2 separate regions of the Oryctolagus cuniculus genome follow, and region 2 is linked to region 1. Evidence: chromatin contacts called from public Micro-C data. All regions are on one chromosome and are shown on one strand. The core of a region is the stretch at or near the end of the contact, and the rest is flanking DNA. Distances in the headings are between cores, read along the strand shown.

Region 1 (7,828 bases), core at 1,924-4,423:
GAATGTGGGGGGAGAGGTGGGGAGTCTTCATGCAGGGCCACAGAGAGGCTGTGCTGGAGCCTGAGCCCCCTCCCCACCAGGCAGCCCGCGACCTGCATGCAGATTCTGGGGCCCCCAGCTGAGGGTGCTGATCCTGGAAGCCCAGGGTGGTGGCCCAGGGCTCTGCATTTTGGGTTATCCTGTCCCGCTGGTCTGTTGGAAAAACATCAGTGACGCTGGCAGAGCTTGAGCCCTGGGCGTGCGTTCCAATCCACCTGGTGGCTGCCAGTCCTCGGGTGAGGGGCTTTCTCACGTTCTCTAAGCGCCCCCGACTGGAAGACAAGGCTCGGGGCTGGTTTCCTTTCATTCTTGGCACCTGGGCCCCGGCCTCAGCGGCAGTGACAGTGCACACGGAACGCGCGCGTGCACATGTGTGCGCGGGGTGGGGGGCATGAACAATGAGTCATCTGGAGCAGTGGTTAAGACACCATTTGGGACATCTGCATCCCCTGAGTGCCTGGTTCACGTCCCAGCTCCGCTTCCAAACCAGCTTCCTGCTAAGGCACACGCTGGAGGGGAAGCAGTGAAGGTTAAGTGCTTGCAAGGGTGCCAGTCCCCCACGTGGGAGACCCCCGTGGAGCTCCTGGCTCCAGGCCTCAGCTGGCCCAGTTCCTGGCTGTTGCAGGCATTAGATTTGCATAAACCAGCAGAGGGAAGATCTCTCTGGGGTTGTCTCTCTACTTTTCAAATGATAAGAGGAGTTATCCCCGGGGGGGGGGGGGGGACAGCAGCTACAGCCCAGTGGCTCACAAGGCACCAGCCAGTTTCTCTGGGGGTCACGTGACCAGCTCTCTGGGCTGCCTACCCCTAACCCTAGAGCAGGCTGGCTCTTAAGAGCCCCATGCATTCATAAAGGGCTGGAAGCATCCGGGCCACCAGGCTCCCGCCGGCCCTGCCGGGTGCTGGCACCTTCCTGCCGCATGGCGCCGGGAGAGCTGAGTCATGGAAAAAGTGAGCTCCTGGGCTGCAGCTCACCTCACCTCTTCCCCCCCACAAAGGCTCCTTTCAGGATTTTCGGAGGGGATTGGGAAAAAAAAAAAAGGCAGCGGTGGGGGGTTTGCGGGGAGGCCCTCTGCCCAGGCCTGGGATGTGAAATTTCAAACTTTGCCCTGAAGTTAAATTCTGCACCTCCTACCCCCATGGAAACGGAGGGAGCAGAACCAAGGCACAGGACAAGGGACTGGGGCACCGGGAGGCCAGGCGACAGGCCCTGCAGGGGGCACGGCTGAGCTGTGCACGTGGCCTGCTGCCTCCTCACCCCCAACTTCCCAGGGACTTGGGAGGAAAGTGAGAGGGAGGGGACAGCTCCTCTCCCGGCTGCTGGGAGAAGCCTGGGACCCATCCCAGGATCAGCCCCACAAACCCACATCCTGAAGGTGGGCCACGTAGATAAGGCCACCCTCTGCCCTAGGCCGGCCCCTACAACGGCCAGCTCCCCTGGGATTGTCCAACTCGCACCCCCCTTTACCTCTCACTGCGGCCCAACCCGAGGGGAGCATCGCCTGCCGCCCTGCAGCTCAGCCGAGCTGGCTCCTCCCGGACCAAATGCACACACATGGCAGGAATGAAGTTGCAACATGTAGGAACGGTCTCCATCCCACCCACGGCAGCCGGCAACCCAAACACACCCTGGGGACATCGAGCAGGACTTAGCGACCATCGGGCTGGTCTGGCCTCCGAGCAGGCTTCTCTGAGCTGCTTGAAGCCTCTGTGCTGTTTTTTCCAGCACAAACCAGCGTGGGGAGGAAGCTATGATCTTTCTAAGCCCTTTCACGCGGCGGGTGTCGACCTGGCCAGGCACCCCTACACAGGAGGCCGGAGTCTGGGACGGCTCCGAGGCGCAGTGTCCCACAGCAGCCACTAGGGGGCCTCTAGGATAACAGATGAGCCCTCACTGAGCGTGCCCAGCGCTTGCGTCTCGGGACTTGTCCAGTCCCCGTCCTCATAGGCAGGGCGGACCCCAGCCACTGCAGGGTGGGAAAGGCCTGTCTCTCCGGCCTGGGATTTCTTTCTCATTTTTCCAGACCTCCAGGATGGGAAGAGGTAGTCACCACGATGGAGTTCTGCCATCGGCCATGCCCTGGGAGCAGACGAAAGCCACGGCCCGCTCCCCAGGGACACTTTTAGAGGGTGGGCCACTCTCTCTCTCTCTCCCCCGCCCTGTTGGCCAGAGCAGGGTGAGGTGGGACCATCACGTCTGGATTTCCATCCCTCCCCCCTGCACTTCCTGGCCGGTAACCTGGAAAATGGGACAAGCACACCCTCCTGGCTAGGGCAGCCAAGGATTCAATGTCAGACGCAGGCCCTGGACGGGGGACGGCTCTTCCGCTGGAACCCCCTCGTCTCCCGGCTCTGCGGGAGGCTCCCGATTCACCTGGATGGAAGATGAATTCATCACCTTGTAGAATCCCCCCTTCCAAGAACCACAGGGTGAGGAGGTCAACCGGCCTCGGGGTTGGGGGGCACAGCAGCACCTCTGCAAGTGACTTTCAAACCGGGGGGGGGGCACTAAAAACAGGCCCCGGGAGCCCAGCCCTCCTCGTGCAGAACCTGTGCAGGTGGGGCCCAGGACTCGCAGGCAAGATCCATCAGCACCTTTAGCTGGGGCTGCCTCCTCTGACTCACCTCCCAGACTCCTGCGCACCAGCTCAGCTCCACTCTCCAGCAGGGAGCCCAGCTGGGGGCGGGGGCCAGGGCAGGAGGTTACAGGGAGGGTGCCCCCACCAAGGTGTCCTGAGAAGCACCCCCCGCCCCAGGAGCTGCCGCCTGCAGACCCGGGCGGGCACAGGTGCAGGACGTCTTGTTTACCGGCTTTTGTTATTAGGGAAAATGCTGTCAGTCAAGGCAACCCCAGCTCAGGAGCGAATCTTACAGGGATTTGACTGGCAGGTTAGGGCCCAAGTGCCTTACCCTGCCCACTCCCAGAGCAAAACTCAGCGGCCCGGCGGGGCCCCGCCACCGTCCCCGGCCCCCGACTACGGGAGGGGCGCTCGGATCGGACCGAGAAGGCACCCCTTCGTGGGAGACAGAAGCCTTCCGGGCTTCGGCGGGGCGGGGCGGGGCCGAGGCGGGGGCGTGGCTTCCTGCTCCCACCTTCAGGCAGGGGATGACCAAACGCCTCCCAATAAACCCTGGGCGACCCGGCTGCGTCGAGGCCTGCCCCGCACGCAGGGGTGGTCACCTGGCCCGGGCAGGCAGGAATGTCTCGGGCAGGGAGCCGGCTCGCCGGAGTCGGTTCCAGCGTGTTCGAGTGCCAGCTGCAAGCCCTCGGGGCCACGAGCGGCAAGTCCCGGCTTGCAGAGAGGGGAGCCGGTCCCGGGCGAGCGCGAGTCGCGGCGAGCCCGTGTGCGCGCCCAGGCGCGCGCCCCGCGACGGCGCAGGGGGAGGGGAGGCCGCGGCAGCCACTCAGAGGAACGGTAGTGAGGCCTGCGAACAACTTTAACTGTCAATCAGACTTAATGGGGTATTAAAAAAATGGGGGGGGGGGGGTGAAGGGGCCGCCCTCTCGCTCCGCGCCGCGGCTGCCTGGGGAGCGAATGGCTAAGGAGGCGTAGAGCAGGGCGCCCGATCCCCGCGCGCTCCGCACCCCGGCCCTCTCCAAGTTGGAAAGGACAAAAAGAAGGCAGTCAATGCTCCCGGGGAGAGCGAGGCAGCCGGATCGGGCGGCAACTCCCAGCCTGCGCTGGGGGAGAGCGAGGGAGGCAGCCGCGGGGAGCGAGCGCGCGCGAGGGCGAGCCCTGAGCCAGGAGAAACTGACACCGGGACCCCTGGCTCCTGCTGCGCGCGGTTGGCACTCGGGCTGCGTTTGAGCGGTTTCCTGAGCCGCAGAATAGCCCCGGGCCGGGAGACGCGCGCGGGCTGGAGCCCGGCGCCGCTCGCACGCCCCCTCCCACCCCTGCACTTTTGTTTTTCCTGGGGAAGGGGCAGACGCGCCGCAAGTGGGGAAACAGCTTTTTTTTTTTTTTTTTTTTTTTTTAATCTTGCACTTTGAAACCGCCGGGCTGGAGCCGGGTGCGCGCGTGTGGTTGGTGCCTTTTTTTTTTTCCCCTGCCCCTGCCTAAAGTCTGGCAGCTGTGAACACCACCTGAGAGCGCCCCGCCGAGGCGGCTGCCGGGCCAGAAACTTCTGGTTCGAACTTTGTACCCCCCGCCCCCGCCGGCTCCCCTCCGCCCCGCTCGCCGCCCCAGCCTCGAGACGCTGCTTCTGCTCCCGAGGACTTGTTCTGCTTTTTCGCTGTTTTTTTTTTTTTTTTAATTTTATTTTTATTTTCTCGCGCGCGCGCCCGGTGCTTCGCATTTGGCTGGGAAGAGGTGATCGCCAGAGCGCCCAGGTGGGACGCCTCGCTCGTCTTTACTCGGTTTATTGATTGCTGTTGGCGCACTTTTTTTTTTTTTTTTTTTTTTAATTCCTGTTCTGCTTGGGCCGGGGAGTTTCGCTCCCCGCCCGGCGCCGTGGCGCGCAGGATGGTGTGGAGATGGCTGGGCGCGCTGGTCGTGTTCCCTCTGCAGATGGTCTACCTGGTGGCGAAGGCGGCCGTGGGGCTGCTGCTGCCCGCCAGGCTGCGGGACTTGTCTCGGGAGAGCGTGCTCATCACCGGCGGTGGCAGAGGCATCGGGCGCCAGCTCGCTCGCGAGTTCGCGGAGCGCGGCGCCAAGAAGGTAGGCGGCCCCCCGGGAGGGGGGGTGGGGGCTGAGCGAGAGGGGACCCTCGGGGCTCGGGCTCGGGGGGCGGCCACCTGCTGCCGCGGCGGGATCCGCGCCTGGAAGCCGAGAGGCGCCGGCCCCCGCGCTCCCCTGCGCCCCCCGCGAGCTCCGAGCTGGCGCGGCTCACCTTGGACACTCCCCGGGCGCCGGGCTGTCTTTTTTTTTTTTTTTTTCTGGCAAGTCCGGAGCTGAGCCGCTCGTTGGGGGCTGTCCACCCCCATCCTCAAGCTTAGGGGACGCACCCCTCGCTCTCCTTGGGGAAGGTGTTGCAGCCCCCACCCAGCCACCCTGGTGAGGGTAGGGCGTGTGCGCGCCTTGGTGGAGCTGGGAGCCGCCTGCTAGCTGGGGCTGGGTATTTTCCTTGGCAACCCGATCGCCAGCTCCAACCTGGGCGGCTGCAGCACCGAAGACCCACGAGGGTGGGCACTCCTGCGCCTGCCTGGGAGAGGGAAGAGTCCTGTTGGCAGGTCTAGCCTGGCCGGCGGGCCCTTAGAAGGCCCAGGTGTCCAGGATCGGGAGCAGCGGGCTCTGCTTCTCACCTCCAAGCCTGTCCCCTCCCCTGGGCAGCCCCAGCAGGGGGTCCCTCCCCCTCCTGTGGGGAGGTGGCCCTGCCTCTCCATTTCCCTGGTCCCCGCACCTCCGGCTCCAGCTTTGGGAGACCTGGTGCGGGACAGTGGGATGGGCCAGCCTGCTGTCACCCAGCTCGGGCCGGCTGACTCACCCTGTGACAAGAGCGATGGAGAGAGGGATTTGACGCCGGCAGGCCGGGCCGTCTCCAGCCGGCCCCGTGAAGAGGAAGAGGGAAAACAGAGAATTAGTCTGAAACCCAAACTGTTGCAAAGGAGGAGGGCGCAGCGGCCGGTGAAGCCAGCTGATCTGACACGGAGCCACATACCTTGGGGATTAAGTAAATGTGTACTGTAGAAAACCAAACCTGCATGTAATTCCAGGTTGCTTTTGTTCTGTTAAATACTGCCCCGAGATTTACAAGCCCTCCGGGGTGGCTCGGGCTGGGGCTGGACTTTGGAGCCGGAGCTATCAGCCCGAGCCGATTGCCGATTAACTCTTTCCTAGCCGGGCCGGCCAGCCGGCCGGGACTCCCTCTTCTCCTTGGGTGGTTTGGACAGCTGCTTGGCCTTGCCGTTGGAAGGGGAGCTCGGAAGTGTTTTTAACCCTTGGTCGCCCCGGGCGAGGGGAAGTGAGTGCCGAATCGGCCCGCGGAGGGCAGCCGGAGGGCAGAGGGGGCCGTCCTGGGGAGGGGATTGTTTGGGACGCCGGCGTGTGATTGTCCTTCCTTAGCGGTCTGCCTCCCCCAGAGACTTTTGCCGACTCTTCCAGCTGGCTCAAGTCCTGGGTCTTTTACTGCTCTTGTAACTGACTGCAGTAGGCTTAGGAGGAACTCTTAGTCAATCTGGAAAAACTTGACCGACTATAAACAGTCCTAAATTGAAAGAAGTTGATGGCTCTGGGGGGTGGGGTGGGTATCCTGTGCAGAGTTCCTGCCCCGGGAACTAGGGCCCCACCTAGCCCAGGGGGCACCCTCATTCCGGAAATGAGCCTGCCCCAGCAAGTAGTGGCAGGGTCCCCCAAAGCAGGACCCCCGGGGCCCTGGGGAGCCTCCGGTGCGGTCCCGCCGGCTTCAGTCATCCGGCGAGGCAGGATGACCCCAGCGCGCCCTATAACTCGTAATTATCTGACCAATTACCGCAGCTACTCTTTCATGATGTCCGCCTGCTGTCACGGAGGGGAATTTGGAGTAGCTGCTGCTTGCCTGAGTCGCTCTGGGGCCAGCAAGAGGACTTTGGGACTTGGAGACGACTCCCAGGCTTGGACAGAGGGGCAAGAGTTGTGGAGGGAGGGGATGAGAGGCCGAGGGTGGCCCAGGGGCATGGGAGGGCCCGCCGAGAGCTTCCAGGCTTGGGCTCTGGGGGGAAAGGTGCACTGGTGTCTGCACACGGCCAGCTCATGCCAACACGGTAGTGACAGTTTCCCTGGTGACCTTGAGTTAGATAAGGTTTGGCAACGTTTGTGGGTGGCAATGCGCCCTAGGCCACAGAGCTAACCCAAATAAGGGCTTTTCTTAAAGGGACACAGAGGTTCCTGGAGCGTGAAAGTGCATGATCTAGAAACCTCTGTCCTTCCGCAGGTGCATTTAGGTAAACTGAGGCTGGGCCCATCGCGGGGTCTCCGAGGTGCTGGGCCCTTGGTTATTTTCAGTGCCCTCCTGGGTTCCTCCCATGAGAGCATTCACAGAGCGCAAGCTGCCCCCGGCGGTGCCCTGCCATCCTCCACAGTCTGTGTTGGGTATGGCTTGGAGCCATTGTTTGGAAGCATTCGCGGTGATTCTTTTGCCTTGGGTCCAGGATCAGGCCAGTGGCCAGACAAGAGCCCGCATCCTGAGTACGGGCTGGGGTGGTAGATCCAGCCCCACTTCAGGGAGGGCCTCCCTGCCTCTCCCCGCCCGGAGGGCTGCATGCGCTCCTCGGCTGCTGGCTGCTGGCTGCTGAGGTCCTCTGATGCCTGCCCCCATCTTCACGGGGCCGCCTCTGGGGGTCCCTGTGTGCTCTCTTTATTAGGACACTGGTCACTGGGCTCGGGGCTCATACCACATCCCGGAGGAATCTCATCTCATGATCCTTAAAGAGCCTGTTTCCAAAAAAGGCCACCTCCTGAAGAAAGAGGAGGGCTTGACAGGCAGTGGGGCAGGGCCAGGTGGGGGCACAGTGGAGCAGTTACTTTGTGACAAGGGATCCAACCGGGAAGGCTTCATGAAGGAAGTGGCGTTTGACTGAGCCTTTTGAAGGTCAAGGGTTTCGACCAGCAGGAAGGTGAGCAGGACAAGCCGGGTGCGAGGAGCCACATGATCAGAGGCTGCCCCAGGTGGGGTCAGAGGAGAGCCACAGGAAGAGAAGGGAGAAGTTTTGGTGTGGGTTCAGACCCGGATACACTGGCTCGGTCATGGTGGGAATAGGAACGGGAAGGGGTCTGTCCAGCAGGCCATCTTGGGGGACCTGGAGTTGCCAGGCCACAGCAGGCTCATTTGATAATTGACATGAGAGCGTGGCCCTGCCCATGTCCCCGTCACA
Region 2 (7,828 bases), core at 3,496-5,995, 270 kb after region 1:
CACAAACTCTGTGCCTGGAATGCAAACAACACCAATCAACCCAAAGTTAGGTTTCTCTCTGCAGCATCTATTTTTAAGCTGGAGAGAAAAATTGCACCCAGTCTTCCTAGAAGGCCTAACAGACACTCAGAAGCCCAAGAAATCATCCTTTCTCCAAGTAAGACCGTAGTTCAAAGCCCCAGGAAGTGGACTCAGATACCACAGCTGGTCAGGCAGCATAAGGCACTGACTGCACCTGTGCAGCTGCTCAAGTTGTTACAGAGAACGTCCGTCAGTCCAAGTCGAGATTCTGCAGCCAGCAGGCAGCTCCTGCACGTACTCACACACGGCAAGCTCACTCTGCTGTACACGATGCTTTCATAAAGTAGAAATCATCTATAAAGCAAGCATTTCTTTATTTTATTTTTATTTTATTTTTATTTTATTTTGACAGGCAGAGTGGACAGTGAAAGAGAGAGAGACAGAGAGAAAGGTCTTCCTTTTTCTGTTGGTTCACCCCGCAATGGCCGCTGCGGCTGGCGCACCGCGCTGATCCGATGGCAGGAGCCAGGTGCTTCTCCTGGTCTCCCATGGGGTGCAGGGCCCAAGCACCTGGGCCATCCTCCACTGCACTCCTGGGCCACAGCAGAGAGCTGGCCTGGAAGAGGGGCAACCGGGACAGAATCCGGCGCCCCGACCAGGACTAGAACCCGGTGTGCCGGCGCCACAGGCGGGAGGATTAGCCTAGTGAGCCGGGGCGCCAGCCTGCAAGCATTTCTAACTGTGTCTAAAATGCACAGAAGATTGCCCAAGTCCTTGGGCCCTGCACCCACACGGGAGACCCAGAAGAAGCTCCTGGCTCCTGGCTTCGGATCGGCGCAGCTCCAGCAGTTGCAGCCATCTGGAGAATGAACCAGTGGATAGAAGACCTCTCTCTCTCTCTCTCTAACTCTCTACCTCTCCTTCTCTCTCTGTGCAACTCTTTCAAATAAATAAATAAATCTTTTTAAAAAAGTGAAATAAAACATACTGTGCTAATAAGTCTCATCAAAACCACTGAGAAATGCATAGGGGAAAACACAGCAATAAATAAAGAGACACATGTAGTTGTACTATAGGAGCTCACTAGTTAACAAAAACAATAGTATGTCCATCTGTAAAGAGAAATATTCCCTTGCTAAAGAAAATAACAATCTCCTCACTGATTCACCTTCAAAACTGAGATTTGCACATACCACATCTGCTTAGATTCAGTTAAGACCCATCTGTCAGGGCCCTAAAGATCAATCAGAAAATCAATGCCAGACTTCACATTGGGAATAAAGACCTGTGTCCAGGCAGGGGCTCAACCAAGCATGTGGACGAGGCAGGTAGAGGAGAGGGACAAGGCAGCTTCCACCTAAAAATCAAGGCCAAAACCCTGAGTTCTTTTGGCCTGTGAAAGATCTAAATGTATACGTGCTCATGTGAAAAGATAAAAAGTAATAGAGAAATCTTCCAGGAAGACTGATCCTGAACCTAACACCAAAACTTAGAACCAGTGAATTGTACCTACATATATTCACCTGTTACATTAACCTTGACCTCCAGGTGCCTTTCACTGGACACAGGAAGGGATGACCGCTTGGTAACTACTCCACTCTTCACAGTTTTGGGAACTACAGCAGATTCATTGCTACAATGCCGGTGGCGAGAAGGAGTAACATTCTGTTTCTTAATATCACTGGGAGTGTGGAGAAAATCATGGACTAACAGGAGCCAATCAAATATGAGGAACACACGAAGATTGTTGAGAACTACTGTAAAACAGGAGGAATCCTTGGTAGATCTACAAAAAAGAAGATAAAACAGGACAAAGAAACATGATGTTTTCATGATCTACAAATGTATTACTCATTTTTGGCAGATGGTATCCAGTATTTTCTAAACTGACAGCTTCAACTACCAATAAACTCTCCACACTGGTTTAATAATATATTCAGTATATGCTTCCCAAAGGGTAATCATATTTTTCTAATCAAGAGGGAATTGCTATGAGAAAACAATCCAGAGAGCTCAGCGGTTCTCAGCCAGGGTGATTCTGCTCTCCTGGAGTCACTAGGCAATATCTGGAGACATTTTAATTATCACATGGAGGGGGCTGCTGCTGGCAGTTAGCAGAGGCCATCCCACCGTAAACAGAGGCTAACCATCCCACCATAAACGGCACAGCCCCACGACAGTGGCGGGCTGAGCATCCCTAATCTGAAGTCTAAAATCCACACCATCCGACACCCAAACAGTTTCAGATTTTGCAGTTTTTGGATTACGGATGCGTCATCAGTAAAGTCTATGCAAATATCCCAAACTCTGAAAAAAATCTCCAATTTGAAGTGCATAAGGGATACTTGCCTATAGTGTTGAAGCTGAGAGATTCTGGTGTAGTAGAAAGTGAACAGACTGTAGAGTCAGAGGCCCAGACTTAAATACAGCCACTTACAGGTTGTGTTACCTTGGTTAAGTCACCTATATCCTCTTAGTCTGCTTCCTCACTTATTTTCAAGATTTATTTAACTACTTGAAACACAGAGTTACAAGACAGAGAGAGGGAGAAGCAGAGGCAGAGGCAGAGAGAGAGAGAGAGAGAGAGAGAGAGAGATCTTCCAACTGTGGCTCACTCCCCAAATGGCTGCAATGGCTGAAGCTGAGCTGGCCCAAAGCCAGGAGCCAGGAGTTTTTTCCGTGTCTCCCATGCGGGTGCAGGGGCCCAAACACCTGGGCCATCTTCCACTGCCTTCCCAGGCCACAGCAGAGAGCTGGATGGGAAATGGAGCAACCAGGACTAGAACCAGTGCCCATATGGGATGCCAACACTGCAGATGGCAGCTTTACCCACTACACCATAATGCTGGCCCCTGCTTCCTCACTTACAAGATGAAGAATATTAATATCCTAAGAGAGGGGGCTGGCACTGCGGCTTAGTGGGCTAAAGACCACACCTGCAGTGCCAGCATCCCATATGGGCACCAGTTCTAGCCCGGGCTTCTCCTCTTCTGATCCAGTTCTCTGCTATGGCCTGGGAAAGCAGTACAAGATGGCCTGAGTTCTTGGGCACTTGAACCCACATGGGAGACCCAGAAGATGCTCCTGGCTCCTGGCTTCAGACAGGCCAAGCTCCAGCTATTGTGACCATTTGGGGAGTGAACCAGCAGATGGCAGACCTTTCTCTCTGTCTCTCCTTTTCTCTGTCAAATAAATAAAATAAAATCTTAAAAAAAAATCCTAAGAGAGAATGCTCCAAGCACAGAGCAGGTGTTTGATAAATTACTTCTTTATAAACACTAAGTTTATAAACTAATTCTAGAAGGTTTCTCCAACAGAAACTAATGGAAGAGCTTAGATCTTTTTGTCTGAAAAGGACAAAGAAGGTGGCCTTTACCATGAATCTATCCCTCAAGCAGCCTAGATGTAGAACTGAGGTGGAGTTTTGTAGACCTCATTACCCCAAACTTCTTATCTGAGGTAAAAAAAGACTCCAGGCCTGGCCTGAATCCATGGAGTAGCCAAGTGTTTTCCAAGTCTCTCTAGTGAGCAGAGGTGTAGGACAGAAGAAGCACGGGCTAGCAATACTCCTAGAGCATCTTCTGTGTTAAACTTGGTTCTGCAGGCCCAGAGGATGCACTCTGGGGCCAGGTACCACATGTACACGGCTCCACGCCCTAGAAAGAGCTCTGATTCGGGGAAGGCTGATGTGAAAGTACTGCTTGGCTGGTTTCTCGAAGTCCCCCACTTCTCCCAAACCTGGCTCACTGCCTCCAGCAAAAGGGCAGCATGCTGCATGTCTCCTTCTCACAGACGTAGCATTTTTCACAGAAACACTCTATCCTTTTGTAATGCAGAAAAAATGTTGCCCTCAGTAAAATTTTTCCACCCCATTTTGAACACAGATTGTCAGAGCTCTGCACTAACTGGAAAGTCAGAGTGTGTCAGATCCCTTTTCTGGAAAATATGTCAAGCCTTTAAACACTGTGAAGTGATTTATATTTGACATGCAAAATCCCAACAGAAGAGTAATTCTTCTTGAGACACGGAAAGTGTTCAGAAGTTCCAATCAAGAGCATGAACAGTTTACTCCTCTCACTAACAATGGCATTTCTGTTAGCGAGAGCCAAGGTAAGACTTTATTATTTGACTCCAAGAAATTATAAACCTTTGGAACATAAACAGAAATATATTTCAAGGCTCTTTATATATTTTAAACATGTTAAATGAGACAAGTAGCTGGTGGTTTAACAAGCAATATCAGTAAATATCAAGCAAACCCAAAAAGCAGTTATTTCCTCAGATGAGCCAGATGTATGCAAGCCTCCTGTTCAAATAAAGATTTTGAAACAAGAGAACTTCAGAACACAACCACCTTGTCCTCTGACTGTAATCAGCCTAGTGATCAGGAAAGCAGTGGCCTGCAGACTGTTACAAAGGACATGGGCTTTGACGTCAGAGACCAAGGTCTAAATCCAGATTACTGGTCTTTCTAGTTGCGTGACCTTCCAGAGTTGACTTAACCCTCTCCAAGCTTCTACCTCTGCCTCTATTAAGTCAAGATGAAGTCACCCTCCTTGCAGACTTATGAGGATTAAAATGACAAGTAGATAAAGCACCCAACTCACGGTAGAGCCCAAAAGGAGGCAACTAGCATTCCTACTACTGAATCTGTTAAAAGTTCACACGAAAGTCTAAAAGTCTCCCTTCCTAGACTTCCTAAAGGCATACTGGGAGACCAGGACCTCATCAGCCCCTCCCCAACCCCCTAAAAAAAATCCTAAACCCTGAGGAACACTAAACAGCACGCTGAAATGTCAGGTACTCAGAGACATATAAATACACAATAATCCTCCTGATTATTTTATCCTTATTTTTGACTAACCATGAAGTTTTTTCCAGCCTTTTTTACTTAGTGGTTTATATTTATAACATATCTCACGACATTAAGAACTAAAAAGAATGGAACTGACATTAGTTCCAGAGTTGTCCTTTTGGGATTTTCCTTGAAGGATTTCTTTAGCTCAGAACTAATTTTTCAGGTTTCAGGTCCATGCTCATTTGGTCATAAAATCTCACTGGAGCAAAGCTGCATGAGCAGTAATAGTAATAGCTACCATCTTTGCCAAGCAACACGCCAGAAATATGTAAACTATGACAGCCATGCTGGAGGTAGGTATCATTTTATAGAAGAGGAAATTAAGGCTCAAAGGCTAACCGATTTGTCCTGAGACTCAGCTCAGTGGGAAACTCAAGGTGTTGAGGTCATGTTTGTCTGATTCCAAAACACTCACTCTTTCCATGCACAATGCTCTTCTCATAACACACGTAAGGAAAAACAATCTACTTCAAAAAGGTAAAAATTCTTTGTACGTAGAGAAGTGAGTCAATGAGACTTGAGTAGAAAAACAGATGTAATTCAAATCAAAACCACTTTCCCATTATTTGCGTAGACCAAAAATCTTTCTCTGACGTCAAAGCCCATGTCCTTTGTAACAGTCTGCAGCACTGCTTTCCTGATCACTAGGCTGACTACAGTCAGAGGACAAGGTGGTTGTGTTCTGAAGTTCTCTTGTTTCAAAATCTTTATTTGAACAGGAGGCTTGCATACATCTGGTTCATCTGAGGAAATAACTGCTTTTTGGGTTTGCTTGATATTTACTGATATTGCTTGTTAAACCACCAGCTACTTGTCTCATTTAACATGTTTAAAATATATAAAGAACCTTGAAAGACATAACGTCTTCCTTTTCCAAATCACTTTACAAATTAGAATAGGCTACAGCTTATATAGTGAGGTAGACTTTAAGAATCTGGTTCAATTCTAACCTTTAGTTTTAAAGGCAACAGAGACACCTTTTGGTCAATAAATGAAACTGCAAAGTTATAGGAATTAGATGTTAATAAGAGTAGACTGCACTAATGAGCCAGTATCTATTTAACTTTTTAGTGACTTTGTGGTCCTTTGATGTTCTAAAGCCAACATACACTTTGGCCCACTGGCCACAAAAGGAAATGTCTCCATAAAGAAAGGCAAAGTCAGGTTCTGGCCCTACTACCTGAAGTGCAGCTCAATCTGAATGGATCCTTGCGCAGTGCTGCTGTTCTTGGAAGGCTGAAAGATGCAGTTGAAAACATTTGTTGTGCCAGGGCTGGTCTTTTGCCCAGCATAGCGGGTATCAAAAGCCATCATGGAATGGGAAACCAAGTTGATAGACTTAGTTTGGTTGGAAAAACTCTCATAGAGCAGTTTGCATTTCTTGAAGTCAAATCTAAGAAGGAGAGAATAAATCAAGATGTTAAACATAACTCTTCCACTTCATAAAATCATGAAAGCTCAAGTTTACAGGAGAAACATAGATCACAAATATAATTAACTTGTATGAAGGAGATTAAATTTCTTTCTTTCTTTCTTTCTTTTTTTTTTTTTTTTTTGACAGATAGAGTTAGACAGTGAGAGAGGAGACAGAGAGAAAGGTCTTCCTTCCGTTGGTTCACCCCCGAGATGGCTGCCACAGCCGGTGCGCTGTACCAACCTGAAGCCAGGAGCCAGGTGCTTCCTCCTGGTCTCCCATGCGGGTGCAGGGCCCAAGCACTTGGGCCATCCTCCACTGCCTTCCTGGGCCACAGCAGAGAGCTGGACTGGAAAAGGAGCAGCCGGGACTAAAACCCAGTACCCATATGGGACGCCAGCACCGCAGGCAGAGGATTAACCCAGTGAGCCACGGTGCCGGCCCCAGGAGATTAACTTTCATTCTGAGATCTTGTGTTGAATTTGTTTACAGATCCCCTCAAAATGGATTCAGGGGCATGGTACCTTAGATCTTACTTTTCCAATTCAATAGAGATTGATCTTCATAGGAACTTGAGGCAGCCATATGACACATTTATTAGGTTCTTAATTCACCATCATCTAGTCTCCCTTCCCAAGTCTGAGAAGTCTGCACATTTGTGATATCCCCAGGGATCCTTTCAGAACTGCACCTGCCTGGAGATTCTCTCTAGAGTCTACCTGAGTTTCTATATAAGACCACGAAGCCCCCAAGAAACAATGAGAACACATAATATTCTCCACAGAGAAACAATTCAACTGATCCACCAACAAGAAATGAATTTAAAACTGCATACATTTAAGATTAGAGACAGCTGGGGCCAGCGCTGGGGCACAGAGGCTGAAGCTGCCACCTGTGATGCCATCTTCTCATATAGGTGCAGGTTCCAGTCTCGGCTGCTCCACTTCTAATCCATCTCCCTGTTAATGGCCTGGGAAAAGCAGCAAAGGATGGTCCAAGCACTTAGGCTCCTGCACCCATGTGGGAGACCTGGACGAAGCTCCTGGCTCCTGGCTTCAGATTGGCCCAGTTCTGGCCACTGTAGCCATTTCGGGAGTAAGCCAGCAGATTGAAGATATCCCTCTCTCTCTTTCCTCTCTCTCTCTCTTTCTCCCCCTAATGCTGCCTTTCAAATAAAATAAAATAAATCTTTAAAAAAAAAGAGACAGCTGCAATAAGCAAATCATAATTACTGTTTCATTGTAAGAATGTACATCCAGAATTATTCCATATTAAGAAAGACTAAAGGGGCCGGCGCTGTGGCGCAGTAGGTTAATCCTCCGCCTATAGCACCAGCATCCCATATGGGGGCCGGTTCTAGTCCCGGATGCTCATCTTCCAATCCAGCTCTCTACTGTGGCCTGGGAAAGCAGTAGAAGATGACCCAAGTACTTGGTCCCCACGTGGGAGACCCGGAAGAGGCACCTGGCTCCTGGCTTCAGATTGGCTCAAATCCGGCCGTTGCGGCCATTTGGGGATTGAACCAACGGACGGAA

The links. Hi-C and Micro-C count contacts between places; a contact is called where the count stands out from the background.
Region 2: a contact with region 1 is called in a Micro-C map of ear pinna, with 11 times the contacts expected there. The contact joins the enhancer-like site here to the promoter of DHRS3 in region 1. A contact is called at or near these places in 3 of 6 Hi-C or Micro-C datasets (ear pinna, psoas muscle and an unstated tissue).

The regions. Positions count from the first base shown.
Region 1 is chr7:155,947,822-155,955,649 of mOryCun1.1, forward strand. DHRS3 (dehydrogenase/reductase 3) reads left to right here and starts at 3,174. Exons shown (of 6, transcript XM_070079261.1): 1 at 3,174-4,697. The coding sequence starts at 4,503. LOC138850734 (a long non-coding RNA gene) reads right to left here and starts at 5,584. Exons shown (of 2, transcript XR_011390889.1): 1 at 5,464-5,584; 2 at 4,276-5,181.
Region 2 is chr7:156,211,631-156,219,458 of mOryCun1.1, forward strand. It overlaps VPS13D (vacuolar protein sorting 13 homolog D), which reads right to left. Exons shown (of 69, transcript XM_008275375.4): 30 at 6,060-6,272; 31 at 1,545-1,807; 32 at 1-14. Among named protein-coding and RNA genes, the nearest start is that of VPS13D, 84 kb to the right of the region's middle. Within about 2 kb of position 4,746, at least 1 of the 8 cell types and tissues checked has an H3K27ac peak or open chromatin away from gene starts, as enhancers often do.